Regions from separate parts of the Mus musculus genome. Here regions 2, 3 and 4 are each linked to region 1. The links are chromatin contacts, called in public HiCAR-type and promoter capture Hi-C maps. All regions are on one chromosome and are shown on one strand. The core of a region is the stretch at or near the end of the contact, and the rest is flanking DNA. Distances in the headings are between cores, read along the strand shown.

Evidence for each region. Promoter capture Hi-C pulls out the DNA fragments that hold promoters and counts their contacts. HiCAR-type assays count read pairs that join an accessible place to other places.
Region 2: a promoter capture Hi-C map of liver shows a contact between it and region 1, with 4 times the contacts expected there. The contact joins the promoter of Cst7 here to the promoter of Cst3 in region 1. A contact is called at or near these places in 7 of 39 promoter capture datasets (the C10 cell line, the HPC-7 cell line, cranial neural crest and 3 more), 3 of 115 datasets of contacts at active chromatin or transcription factors (bone marrow-derived dendritic cells, large pre-B cells and pro-B cells) and 1 of 9 other capture datasets (liver).
Region 3: a contact with region 1 is called in a promoter capture Hi-C map of liver, with 4 times the contacts expected there. The contact joins the promoter of Nkx2-2os here to the promoter of Cst3 in region 1. A contact is called at or near these places in 1 of 39 promoter capture datasets (liver) and 1 of 115 datasets of contacts at active chromatin or transcription factors (embryonic stem cells).
Region 4: a HiCAR-type map of astrocytes shows a contact between it and region 1, with 5 times the contacts expected there. The contact joins the promoter of Apmap here to the promoter of Cst3 in region 1. A contact is called at or near these places in 9 of 39 promoter capture datasets (3T3-L1-derived adipocytes, the C10 cell line, cranial neural crest and 5 more), 1 of 484 Hi-C or Micro-C datasets (B cells), 5 of 115 datasets of contacts at active chromatin or transcription factors (astrocytes, bone marrow-derived dendritic cells, forebrain and 2 more) and 2 of 9 other capture datasets (adipose tissue and liver).

The regions. Positions count from the first base shown.
Region 1 is chr2:148,873,927-148,876,766 of GRCm38.p6, reverse strand. Cst3 (cystatin C) reads left to right here and starts at 1,255. Exons shown (of 3, transcript NM_009976.4): 1 at 1,255-1,614. The coding sequence starts at 1,390.
Region 2 is chr2:150,569,148-150,571,873 of GRCm38.p6, reverse strand. It overlaps Cst7 (cystatin F (leukocystatin)), which reads right to left and starts at 1,459. Exons shown (of 4, transcript NM_009977.3): 1 at 1,289-1,459. The coding sequence starts at 1,355.
Region 3 is chr2:147,182,459-147,185,425 of GRCm38.p6, reverse strand. It overlaps Nkx2-2os (NK2 homeobox 2, opposite strand), which reads right to left and starts at 1,343. Exons shown (of 6, transcript NR_030769.3): 1 at 1,066-1,343. Nkx2-2 (NK2 homeobox 2) reads left to right here. Exons shown (of 2, transcript NM_010919.2): 2 at 869-2,274. The coding sequence ends at 1,431.
Region 4 is chr2:150,607,253-150,610,323 of GRCm38.p6, reverse strand. It overlaps Apmap (adipocyte plasma membrane associated protein), which reads left to right and starts at 1,757. Exons shown (of 9, transcript NM_027977.3): 1 at 1,757-1,936. The coding sequence starts at 1,845.

The DNA.
Region 1 (2,840 bases), core at 6-2,505:
AAGGATTACTATACACATTAAGGAATATAATCTGTTTCCTTAAGAGTTATTATTATATATTGAAATTACATTTGATAGGTTAAATAAAACGTATTAAAGACTTCAATATTTGGGTTTTGTTATCACTGATTTGTCTGTTTGTTTTTTAACAAGAGGGTCTCACTGTGTAGCCCTGTCTTCTCCTCCTCCTCCTCCTCCTCCTCCTCCTCCTCCTCCTCCTCCTCCTCCTCCTCCACCTCCTCCTCCACCTCCTCCCCCTCCCCCTCTCCCTCTCCCTCTCCCTCTCCCTCTCCCTCTCCCTCTCTCCCTCCCTCTCCCTCTCCCCCTCCCTCTCCCTCTCCCCCTCCCCCTCCTCCTCCTTCTTCTTTTTCTTCTAAGATTTCACTGTGTAGCCCTTGCTGGCCTGGAACCAGAGATGTAGACCAAGCTGGTCTTGAACACAGATCTACCTACTTCTGCCTTCCATGTACTGGAATTAAATACATGCGCCATCATACCCAGCCTCATACCGTAGTTTTTAACCTGTCTACTAGGAAGCATAAAAGACACATGGGTTCATCTTAGATGGATATACTGGGCAGCCTGTTACAATATCCATTCGGGGCTTGGCCTCCTGTGGTATCTCCAGGCCCTAGAGTGGCCTGGTCTAGGAAGAAGCCTAGGATGGTTTCTTTAAGGATAATGAGTAGTTACACAGAATGCTGCACACTTCCCCACTCCCCCAAGATCAATTTATTTTCCTTTGACAAGTATCTTAGGACAGGGCCTTCAGGAAAATGAAATAATAGCCCTGCTCCGAGCATTCCCACATAGTGACCCTGCTCTCCATCAAGTGATCGAGGCTGAACTTTGAAGATGCAGGAAATTAAAGACTCGTTGCCCTTTTCCTTTCTGGAGAAACAGGGTTCAGATGTCACTGGCATTTTAGGGTCCAGAGAGCAATGACCAACTTCTCTGGTGAAACCACACTTCATGAAACAGGGAACTTGGAGTAAAAGGGGAAGCTGTGGAAAAGGGCACAGAAGAGGAACTGGTAAGAACAGAAAGCTAAGAGTGAAGAAGGAAGGGAGAGGCGGGGCAGGGATGGGGGAGGGGAGGCTCAGCAGGGAATGGGAATCTGGCAGCTCTTTAAGAGGTATCTGACCTACAAGGCAAGAACAGACTAGCAGCTGACTGAAGCAGAGGGAGGGCGGGGCCGTTCGGAAGAGGAGGCGGGGCCCGCTAGGGGGCAGACGGAAAAGGGAGGGTGGCCGCCGGAAAAGGAGGAGCCAGGAGAGGCGGGCGGGTCCCTAACGCTCGCATTTGGGTAAAAGTCGCACGGAGTAGCAGCGTCTGTTCTGCACCAACTCAGAGTCTTGTTGGAGCTTTATCCCTTTGTCCTAGCCAACCATGGCCAGCCCGCTGCGCTCCTTGCTGTTCCTGCTGGCCGTCCTGGCCGTGGCCTGGGCGGCGACCCCAAAACAAGGCCCGCGAATGTTGGGAGCCCCGGAGGAGGCAGATGCCAATGAGGAAGGCGTGCGGCGAGCGTTGGACTTCGCTGTGAGCGAGTACAACAAGGGCAGCAACGATGCGTACCACAGCCGCGCCATACAGGTGGTGAGAGCTCGTAAGCAGGTACGTGTCCCTGCTGTCCCCTGCTCTCCCGACGTCTCCAGGCCGCTCCCACCCAGGCACCCCTAGCTAGGGCGCGGTTTGCATCTGCAGTTGTTAATCAACACCTTTGCTTCTTATGGGAGCGGTCCTCTCTCTTCCTTTCTTCTCTGGTCTACTCATTGTGTTAACATTCATCTTTTGTTTATTCTGGAACTCAGAAGAGCCCAGCGGGTGGGCCTCCTAGCTCTGTTTCCAAAAGGCCACCCAGAGAAGGTACTAAGGATGTAGGTCAAACGCTCCCTGGGCGGAGCTCACCTCCCTTAGCCGCCTGGGGTCAATGTCAACTGCTAATGATCTGGCTTCACTTAATCGCGCTACTTGAAACTCATTCTGACAGACGGCAGATTTCACCCCATCCTTCCAGTAAACACTTGGCCATGTTCCAATCTCCTTGCTCTACTCAGGAGCACGTGTACGTGGGTGTGTGTTTATAGTCACTTATTTTTGTGTATACTTTCAGAGTCAACACTTCCGGAAAACAAGGGCATTCTCTACATACCCAAGATTCCATTTGGAAAATTGGGAACCCACGAACACTCAGGTCCTTCACTCAAAGTCTCAGTTTGCTGGTCTCCACTATGGACTCTGCTAGCAAGGGCCATTTCTATCCAGTCTGGCAGCCTGTCTTTTTCTCTGAGCACTGCCTGTGCTGCCTTGCTGTTTTGGTAGCACTGTAGAATGGTCCAGACAGCTGTGGTGATCAGTCCTGTACCACACAGTCAGGCTCCCTTCAGCCATGACTCGGTTTGTGATGGGTGAACCTCAAAGCTAAACAACCCCTTGATGCTGCAGCCGTATTAGCTTGTACACAGTGTGGCCAGGGCACATTTCTCAGAAGGAGCCTCTATCCTTAAGGGACACATAACTGTGTAGATTGGTGTCTGAGTTTCTTGGCTGTCATGTTGGTGCAGGTCACCAGGCAGGTCCCCTTGTGTCTTCTCAGAAGGTGCTGTCTAGTTGTTCTAAGAAGCCTTGCTTCCCTCTTCTTGTGGCCCTGGAATATCCTCGGGATATCCCTCAGGGGTTTTGCTAATTACCCCCCAAGATAGCTCTAATCACCCTCCACCCACTGAGTAGATGGACAGACTACCTTAGACTTAGACTCTGACAGAGGAGCTAGCTGCAGGAGCTGCTAAAGCCCCAAAGTTGACCCAAAGGAAGCCCAGGTTTTAGACGACAAAGAGTTG
Region 2 (2,726 bases), core at 210-2,709, 1.7 Mb before region 1:
TCACAAATTTGGGGGAAGTTAACGTGGTAGAGACAGGGAACTGACAGTCCTCCAATATCTCCCCCAACAGCTGTCCTGTGGTGTTAACTATAATGTGGTAGATGTGGCCACTCTGTTGAATTAGGCCTCAGAGGAGGCAAACACAGCATCGTCAAAACACCGAGTATAAAAAACCGAAACCCTAGGATCGGTGAGATAGCCAGTACCAATGTCTTCCCCAGATCTCTCACATAGGCCAAGAGGGCTTTGCAGCATGAACACCAGCTTCTGCCCAAGCTTCTCTCTGGACAACTGGGGCAGAGGAATCGTAGGTAGGCCAGGAAGGGCCTCCTAGTGAGCACTAAGGCCACAGGGAGCAGGGCATGGAGAGGCAAGGTCTGTGGCCTGGCCCGTGCTTAGTGCTGTCTCCTCTTTTACCAGTTAACTACCTCTTTGCCAATGACCCCCCCCCCCCGAGCTGCTGTGGTCCATCCTCATCCTCAGAACAGAAGCTCCCCTACCCATTACTGCCCTGTCTCCACAGTGCCCCATTCACAGCATCTACTTGGGTCTTGGATTTGGAGGCTATGCCCTACTGTGTCTCTACACTTACTTCTTTGCACCTAATTGCTGTGAAGGGGGATTCTATGTCCTTGGTGTCTCTTGGGTATTCCCTTTCACTGCCTCCCAGTGACCAGACCCAGCCTGCTTTAAGGAGGAAGAATGACAAAAGCCTTATGCATAAGCGCTGTCTTCATCTACTGGGAGATGGTCAGTTATCAGCTTTTTTGTCAGTTAGAGGCAGGGCCCTCAAACTTTATCTATGTGCTGAATCTGCTTGCTGGGGCAGACATCTTCCAGCTCTCTGTAGGGAAACAGGCACTCATGGCTGATGGTTAGCAAGTTAGCTAGCCTGGTTGCATCTCAGCTTTCCAACACAGGCGACTGCCACCCCTCACTGGCCACTAGCATGCTGACTTGCACAATACTTATCTTACTGGGGTCTCTGCAGTAAAGTCAGTTAGAAAAGTAAAGCTGTCAGATATAGACTGAGTGAGGCCCTTGAACAGAAGAGAACAGAAGTTGTTCTCTTTATCCCTGTGGCTGCTGTTATGCTTGATCCCTGATGTCTATTCTGCTTAGAAGTAGCTGCTGCCAGGATCCCCAGCCCCTTGCCAGGGTCTTTCTCAGGGTTCCAAGAGTGTCCTAAGAAAGATGCAAGACTAACAGGCCAGGGTCCCCATACTTCTACTACTAGAAGGTGGTCAGAACAGTACTCTGGGATGGGGCCAGATGACCCTTCTCTTACCTGGGGGGCGTGCCCCATGGGTGTCAGAAGTTAGGCAGCAGAGGGCAAGCAGAATGGCCAGCCACATGGCTGGGGAAATGCAGGGAGCATGTAGTGGGCCAAGTGCTCGGCAAGTACAGCTCCAGGACCAGGGCATGGTGGGGTAGCTTCAGTGGGGCGTGGTTTCTTGCTGAATCATTTTAACCAGAAGCGCTTCATCTTCAGGACTTGGGGCCACAAGAGCAACCACTTCCTTTAAAGAAGTTTCCAAGCTGTGATCATTTGCAGGGGGAGGCAGGGGGAGAGAAGTGAGACCCACGAGCGCAGCACCCTCTCTCCTTCCCAGGGTGGGAGGAGGCAGTTTCCTACCATTCACCACACACGGGGGATGCTGATGTGAAGAAACCAGGGGATTTTCAAAAGTAGTCACTTGACTGTCCTTCTACATTTATAGACTCTCTCCCCTCCTGCATTCTAGTATTCAGAATAGCCCCCTTCAAGAGACAAGAAACTATGCTGTCCGGGTCTGAGGGGTTATCTGCAGGAAAGCTATTCATACTTTCCAAAGTCCTTGGGAGGAGCATTGGCACGTGGCTTCTGTGCCTCAAACAGGAGCTCAGCACCGTGAGAGCTGAGATACTGATCATGGCCCACTCTGGGCTCAAAGCCTTCTAAGGAGATGAAATTACGTAGACAGAGGTCTGATTCTGGCCATGCCTCTACTTTCAGCCCATGGTTTGGAGTGGGTACCTATACCCAGTTATCTGAATCTGAATCTAGGCTTTGCTGTCATTAGACTAGGAACAGCCCATGCACCTCAGTTACCTCTGGGGACTTGTGAAACATTGGAGTTTCTTTTGCATAAAGGCTCAGGGTAGGAGGAAAGCAAGCTGTAATCGGCTTCAGTGTGGAGAGGTATATTCGTCTCTCAGAACTAGGCTAGGAAGGTAGTGTGGAAGGATGCCTGGGGTCTTACTTGCCCCCAGGAGACACATGGGCCTCCCAGGCTGCCTGACATACAGATATAGTCAGATCCTGGATGCTCGGGGCAGCGGTGGAGGGGGTCTGAGCCAGGTGAATTGTGCTGGATCCTACTAAATTCCAAACAGGGCAGATAGGGTCTGCGGGACATGGACAAACTATGTAATCTGAGGTCCCAATAGGTTTCTGGGTGCTGCAGGTAGTATTCAGTAAGTAGTAGCTGTTATGACAACCCCCCATGGTCCTTTCCTGTTTGATCTTGGGATCCTTATTTTTGGCTGCTAGGGTCTGGGACACAATGTCTTCAGTATAAATGGGATAGAGTAGTGCCCGCTTCAGTTTCAAACATCCACTGAGAGGTTGGGAGTCAGAACATAATCCACGTGTTGTATTTCTAGCAGTAACCAGAGCATCAGTAGTCTAGGTGGGAGCAGGAGATGGAGCTAGGCTGGCTGCTTGGTCTTCAGGCCAGTGTGGT
Region 3 (2,967 bases), core at 94-2,593, 1.7 Mb after region 1:
GGAGCAGGGATCCCTGGTCAGGGTCCGGCTAGCAGTAGAGGGTGGAGGAGGCTTGGGGTATAATAGCTCATCCCTGCCCCTGCATGATTGTAAAAAAAAAAGAAAGAAAGAGAGAGAGAGAGAGAGAGAGAGAGAGAGAGAGAGAGAGAGAGAGAGAGAGAGAGAAAGAAAAAAGAAAGAAAGAAAGAAAGAAAGAAGAAAGAAAGAAAGAAAGAAAGAAAGAAAGAAAGAAAGAAAGAAAGAAAGAAAGAAGGAAAGAAAGAAAGAAAGAAAGAAAGAAAGGAAGGAAGAAAGAAAGGAAGGAAGGAAGGAAGAAAGAAAGAAAGAAAGAAAGAAAGAAAGAAAGAAAGAAAGAAAGAAAGAAAGAAAGAAAGAAAGAAAGAAAGAAAGAAAGAGAAAAACTATGTGGTGCGTGCAGCGGCGGGTGTGGGTGTCCATCCAGAAAGTCCGAAAGCAAAAGCGAAAGCCCCCCAAACCTGGTTTACCCCGCCAAGCCCATCAATGCTGGGATTGTGAGGTTTTCCTTTTAAAAATCTGCCCACGTCTCTCCAAAGAGGAAACTGTTTAAGGGGTCCAGAGCCCTTAACCCTCAATGACCGTCCACACTCTGCGCTTCGCACTAAATTCTCCTGAATAGTGGGAACCCCTAGAAACTTATGCCTCAGAGCCCCCGCTGCGCAGACTCTCCTCTGAACCCTAGCAGACCCCGACGGCTTACTCGGGCGGGGATTGCTGCAAAGGCAGCGGGTCTGGGCTGGTCCAGTGGGCCAAGGGCCCACGGAAGAGCCCTGGGACTCCGGGTGACCCAGGTGGCACTTGGCCTCCAGCCGCCTGATGCGCTTCTCTTCCCCCCCCCCCCCCCACCCAGTGCACGGGCTGGCGGCCAGCGCTCCCCCCCAAGACTCGAGCTCCAAATCCCCAGAGCCCTCGGCTGACGAGTCACCGGACAATGACAAGGAGACCCAGGGCGGCGGGGGGGACGCAGGCAAGAAGCGGAAGCGCCGAGTGCTCTTCTCCAAAGCGCAGACCTACGAGCTGGAGCGGCGCTTCCGGCAGCAGCGGTACCTGTCGGCGCCCGAGCGCGAGCACCTGGCCAGCCTCATCCGTCTCACGCCGACACAGGTCAAGATCTGGTTCCAGAACCATCGCTACAAGATGAAACGTGCCCGGGCGGAGAAAGGTATGGAGGTGACGCCTCTGCCCTCGCCGCGCCGTGTGGCAGTGCCGGTCTTGGTCAGGGACGGCAAACCGTGCCACGCGCTCAAAGCCCAGGACCTGGCAGCCGCCACCTTCCAGGCAGGCATCCCCTTTTCCGCCTACAGCGCGCAGTCGCTGCAGCACATGCAGTACAACGCCCAGTACAGCTCGGCCAGCACCCCCCAGTACCCGACAGCACACCCCCTGGTCCAGGCCCAGCAGTGGACTTGGTGAGCGCCGCCCCTCCAAGACTGGAGGCCTTAGGCCCTGGCCCCACCCCAGCGGCGCCGGTGGCGAGGAGGACTCGATCCTTACCACGGTTGTTATTATTATTATTATAATTATTATTATAGAGTCGAGTCTGACTTTCGACTCAGTTGAGGAGGCACAGGGAGGTTGCCTGTGCCTCCCCGAGTGGCAGATTCCATTGACTCTGCCCCATCGCTCTCCCCTTTGAACTTTTGGAGAGGATAGAACTCTAAGCCGTGTTTACAGAATGTTTGTGCAGCTTTGCTTCTTTGCCTCTCTCTCCCTGAGGGGACCAAACCATCCCAACGTTAACGTTGTCACTTGAAAAGAGAAAGGACCAACCGGCCCCCACCCCACCCCACCCCCGCACTGCTTTCGTGAATTTTGTAAACTATGTTTGTGTGAGTAGCGATATTGTCAGCCTTCTAAAAGCAAGTGGAGAACACTTTAAAATATAGAGGATTTCTTTTTTTATAAGAAAATGCTAAATATTTATGGCCATGTACACGTTCTGACAACTGGTGGCAAATTTCGCTCTTCGTTGTAAATATCGCTAGTGATCGTTGCCAAATGACGTTCTGGATGGGCCTGTATCCCCACCGGGCCTGCCTCTCTTTGTCGTTTGTTTTCGGTGGGTTATGTTTGAGTTGCAGCGGGTTTTTATTTTTATTTTTATTTTTATTTTTAATTTGTTCAGTGCAAACATTTTTCAACTATGAAAAAGGAAAATATGTGTAGGGAACTCACCCCCGGGCCCCCTTTTTCGTCTCCTGAGCATCGGAGCTTGGAACTCAGCAGTTTCACGTGGTTTCCCCAAGAGCGCCGGGCGCTGAAAGCTTTCGATTTTTTTAAATAAGAATTTTAATAAAAATCCTGTGTTTAAAAAAACAAACAAACACAAAACCAAGCCCAGTTCTTGAGTTTGTTACTTTCCCTCCCGGGCCGAGTTGGAAGGGGCGTCAACCTCAAATCTGGAGCCTAGGGCTGTATTCTGGGCTAGTTCTGGCGTTTCCTCTCGCAGCGCAGTGGCCGCGGGGTTATCCAGACAGTGGAGGAGTGCACGGGATAGGCCTCAGGCGGGCTGACCCAAACGATTCCGCGCAGGACCAGAGCAGCTTGGCCTTCAGCCTGCTAGCCAGTGGTCCAAAGTCCTTGTTGGCCTGGCGCTCTCCGGCTTCTGTGCACTCTCTGAATCCCCAACAGGGGGAGGGAAAGTGACTTTGGGTAGCGCCAAACAAGGAAAGCAAGCCCCCCTCACTCGCCCAAATCTCTGAGTGGCTCCTTCAGCCTGAAAAGCTGTTGAAACCACTACACTTGATGGCTATCACTTTGTTAAGTTTAATTTACCTCTGGCTAAGGGGACGGGGGGGGGGGGTCTGAGATTGAGTCTGATGGCTTTCTCTTTGCACCACTTTCTCAATATCTGCGTACCAAGTTGAGGCCTAGTTGACCTCTTCGAGTCCTGAGCGCTGGGATGAAGGGCGGGAGAGCTAACATTAAGGTTTCTGAGGCTTTGCCTGT
Region 4 (3,071 bases), core at 508-3,007, 1.7 Mb before region 1:
GAGACAGTAATGCTGATTGGCTGCAGGGCTGGAGGGTGATGTGGGACAAGAGAGCACTAAGACCACATACAACAAGCAGAATGGACTTTACCGTGACTTGCAAACAGAAAACCCCTAAGTCATATTGCATAACACAAATGATCGAAGCTCAGCCTATTCTAACCCCAGCTTATTCAGACTCATGTGCTTCAAGATAAGGCCATGAGTGTATCTCCCAGCAATTCCCTGTGGACTTATTTGTTTTAGAGATATGGCCACTGGCTCTTCCAGACACTTTCCTAGTTTACAAACTCTAACCGATCCGTTCCAAGACCATTTCTAACTTTAGCCCTGAATTTCATGAACAGTCTTCCATAACTGAGGAGCTCACAGGTCGTCTGGTGAATTCCTTTTATGTAGGAAGTTCAGTGTATTCAACTCTTTTTTATTCTTCGTGTGTGTGTTCCGGGTTGTTTTGGCCCATGTGTTTCACACTGGGCATAGGATACGCATAATCCATGTAACAGGCACTGGATGTAACTGGCTACTTGTGACAGCTCAGGAATGTTCACAGAGCCTCCCACAGACGGGGATACTCTGGAGAGTTAATGAGAGATTTTCAGCAATGACTCTTGAGATGGATTCTGGATGATAAAAGTGGTTTAGGTGGAGGTAGAAAAAAAAACGTATCACAAGGAAACAAGGAGTAACATGACAAAGTCAGAGACATGCAATCAGAAGGGGAAGCCATTCAGGTCTCCAGGTAGGCGCCAGACCCACACAGCAGTTGTTACAATTACCCACGATATTATCTTTATAATGTCTGTCTTCAATGATGGAATCAAGTACCATGTTGCCAAGCCTTGGATTATATATAACCTGAGATCCCTACAGAACTGTGTTAAGAAATCTCCACTTCCCTCAAGCGAGAGGAAAAAGAACATTGAGGTGGCATTCTATCGCCATCTAGTGCCGAAAAGATAATGGCATGTTTGCTTCTGTAAAATCCCAAGTGAGGTACAAAATCCAGCACCTATATCCTAGAGATCCTTCCCAATGCCCTACTTGGTTATTGCTGCCTGAAATTCTCCTGTCCGCCCTTTCTCTTCCAATCCTACCCCCACATTCCTTCACCGGCTAAATGCTTCCACTAGACCAAGTTTCTCTCTTTAAAATCACCACTGTATTAAAATTTACATGTATTGAAGTCATGGCTCTCATTAGTTCCAGAAAGGAGGGATTTGCCTGCAGTCTGCTCACTTCACCTCCTGGAGTATGTCCGACTCGCTGTAATACCGTGGAAGCACTACCTGGTGGTTGCTTCATGATTCCTAAAGTTTTGCTATTAGCAGTCTTTTCTACTTGGGCCTGTCTTTAGGTAACTCCCTTTAGAAAATTTATCAAATGTCTATTGTATAACCACTTGACGATCTAGCAGTCAAAATCTGATCTTAACCAAAAGGACACATTTTGAACTTTAGCGGAATCTTTTCAGAAAAGATAACAGTTCAGGCGGGGATTACTGCATTGAACACATTTCGTTAAGAATCAGTGGCATCTTCTCTTTGCAAGCTTGTTACTGCAGACTTCACCGCCCAGCACTCGGACTTGAGGAAGACCCGCTACAGCCTCACTATCCAGACTCGGCTCACTGAGGGAGGGACCCCCTCACCATTTGCCTGCAGCTGTAGGCTGGGGCCAGGGGGTGGAGCCTTACTGCTGTGCCAATCTCCAAAAGGGGGCGGGGCCTGCATTGCAGCTCCGGCGCTAAGTTTACGTCATTTCCTCGCGCCAGGGAGTAGTTCTGAAACCCGCGTTGCTGAGTGTCAAGGCGCTGTTGGAGGTGTCAGTGGAGAGGCGGCAGAATGAGCGAAGCGGACGGGCTGCGGCAGCGTCGGCCCCTGCGGCCGCAGGTCGTCACGGACGATGGCCAGGTCCCGGAGGTCAAGGAGGGCAGGTAGGCAGGACCTGGGCTGGGATCATCCCACGGGAGAGAACCCTCCTCATTATCCCGGCTTGGACCCAGGAGCCGGGTTCGGGCTGACAGGACAATCTGCGGGGCGAGGCCTTGCGTGGACCTGGTTGTCCTCCCTCACGCTGCTGTGGACCTTTTCTGTCCCTTCTTGCCACCCAGCCGCTGGAGCCAACGCCTTTTGCCTTTCTTTAGTTGCACGCATCTTCCCGACTTGTCCTTGTTGGAACCTCTGATACTCCTGGGACAGCCACCTGACCACTGCCGTCAGCCGATTCTTTCGCGTTCCTTGTTATTCACTTTCCTTAAAGAGAAGTCAGAAAAGATGCTGGGTTTCCTTTCTGCGAAGGTCCTCCTCCTGCATCTATTGACGCCGCGCAGTCTGTACTCCTCAGCGTGGAGTAGAGAACCGACTGACATTGTTGGCAGTGTTTCTGAGAATTCGGCCTTGCAGGTTTTTGTAATAGGGACAGTAGTTACTGACAGTAAATCCTTAAAAAGAAAAATTTTTTTTGGGCCCCAGTCTTTCTGACTTTCAAAATGCACTATTAGCCCACATATGAAGCATGCTCCTTAAACCGTACTAGAAGACATTTAAAATTGACTTTTCAACTTGGTGACCAGAATTTTGTACTTTGAATATCTAGATCAGCCTCAAAGTTGTGGAATTAACTTATATGATAGAAATATTAGAAATATTTCTTTGGTCACCAGCAATGTGATGAAGGGATGTGGTGCATACTAGATGAGAGACAGTTTTTGCTTCTGATGATCGGTTTGACTAATGGTAATAAGATAAACATACAAACATGTTTTGGCTTTGGAAAGAGGAGTTTGTAAAAGAACAGGAAGGTACTAACTAGTATGGATCTTGATTAGGGAGACCAGCCATCCTAGGTAGCCTTGAGATCTCATTAACTAGGACTCACCTTGCTAAATGTGGGTAGATTATGACAAATTGCTCACCCTGCTTGTTGTGGGTATTGCTAATTAATTGCTAATGGTTGGTGAGTCTTTTAATGGATAAGCAAGGAGTGGCCAAACCTAACTGCAGGAACTAGGAGAACTAGGAAAGGGTGGAGCTGTGGAGAGCCCTATCTGGGCACTTGGAGAAGAAAAG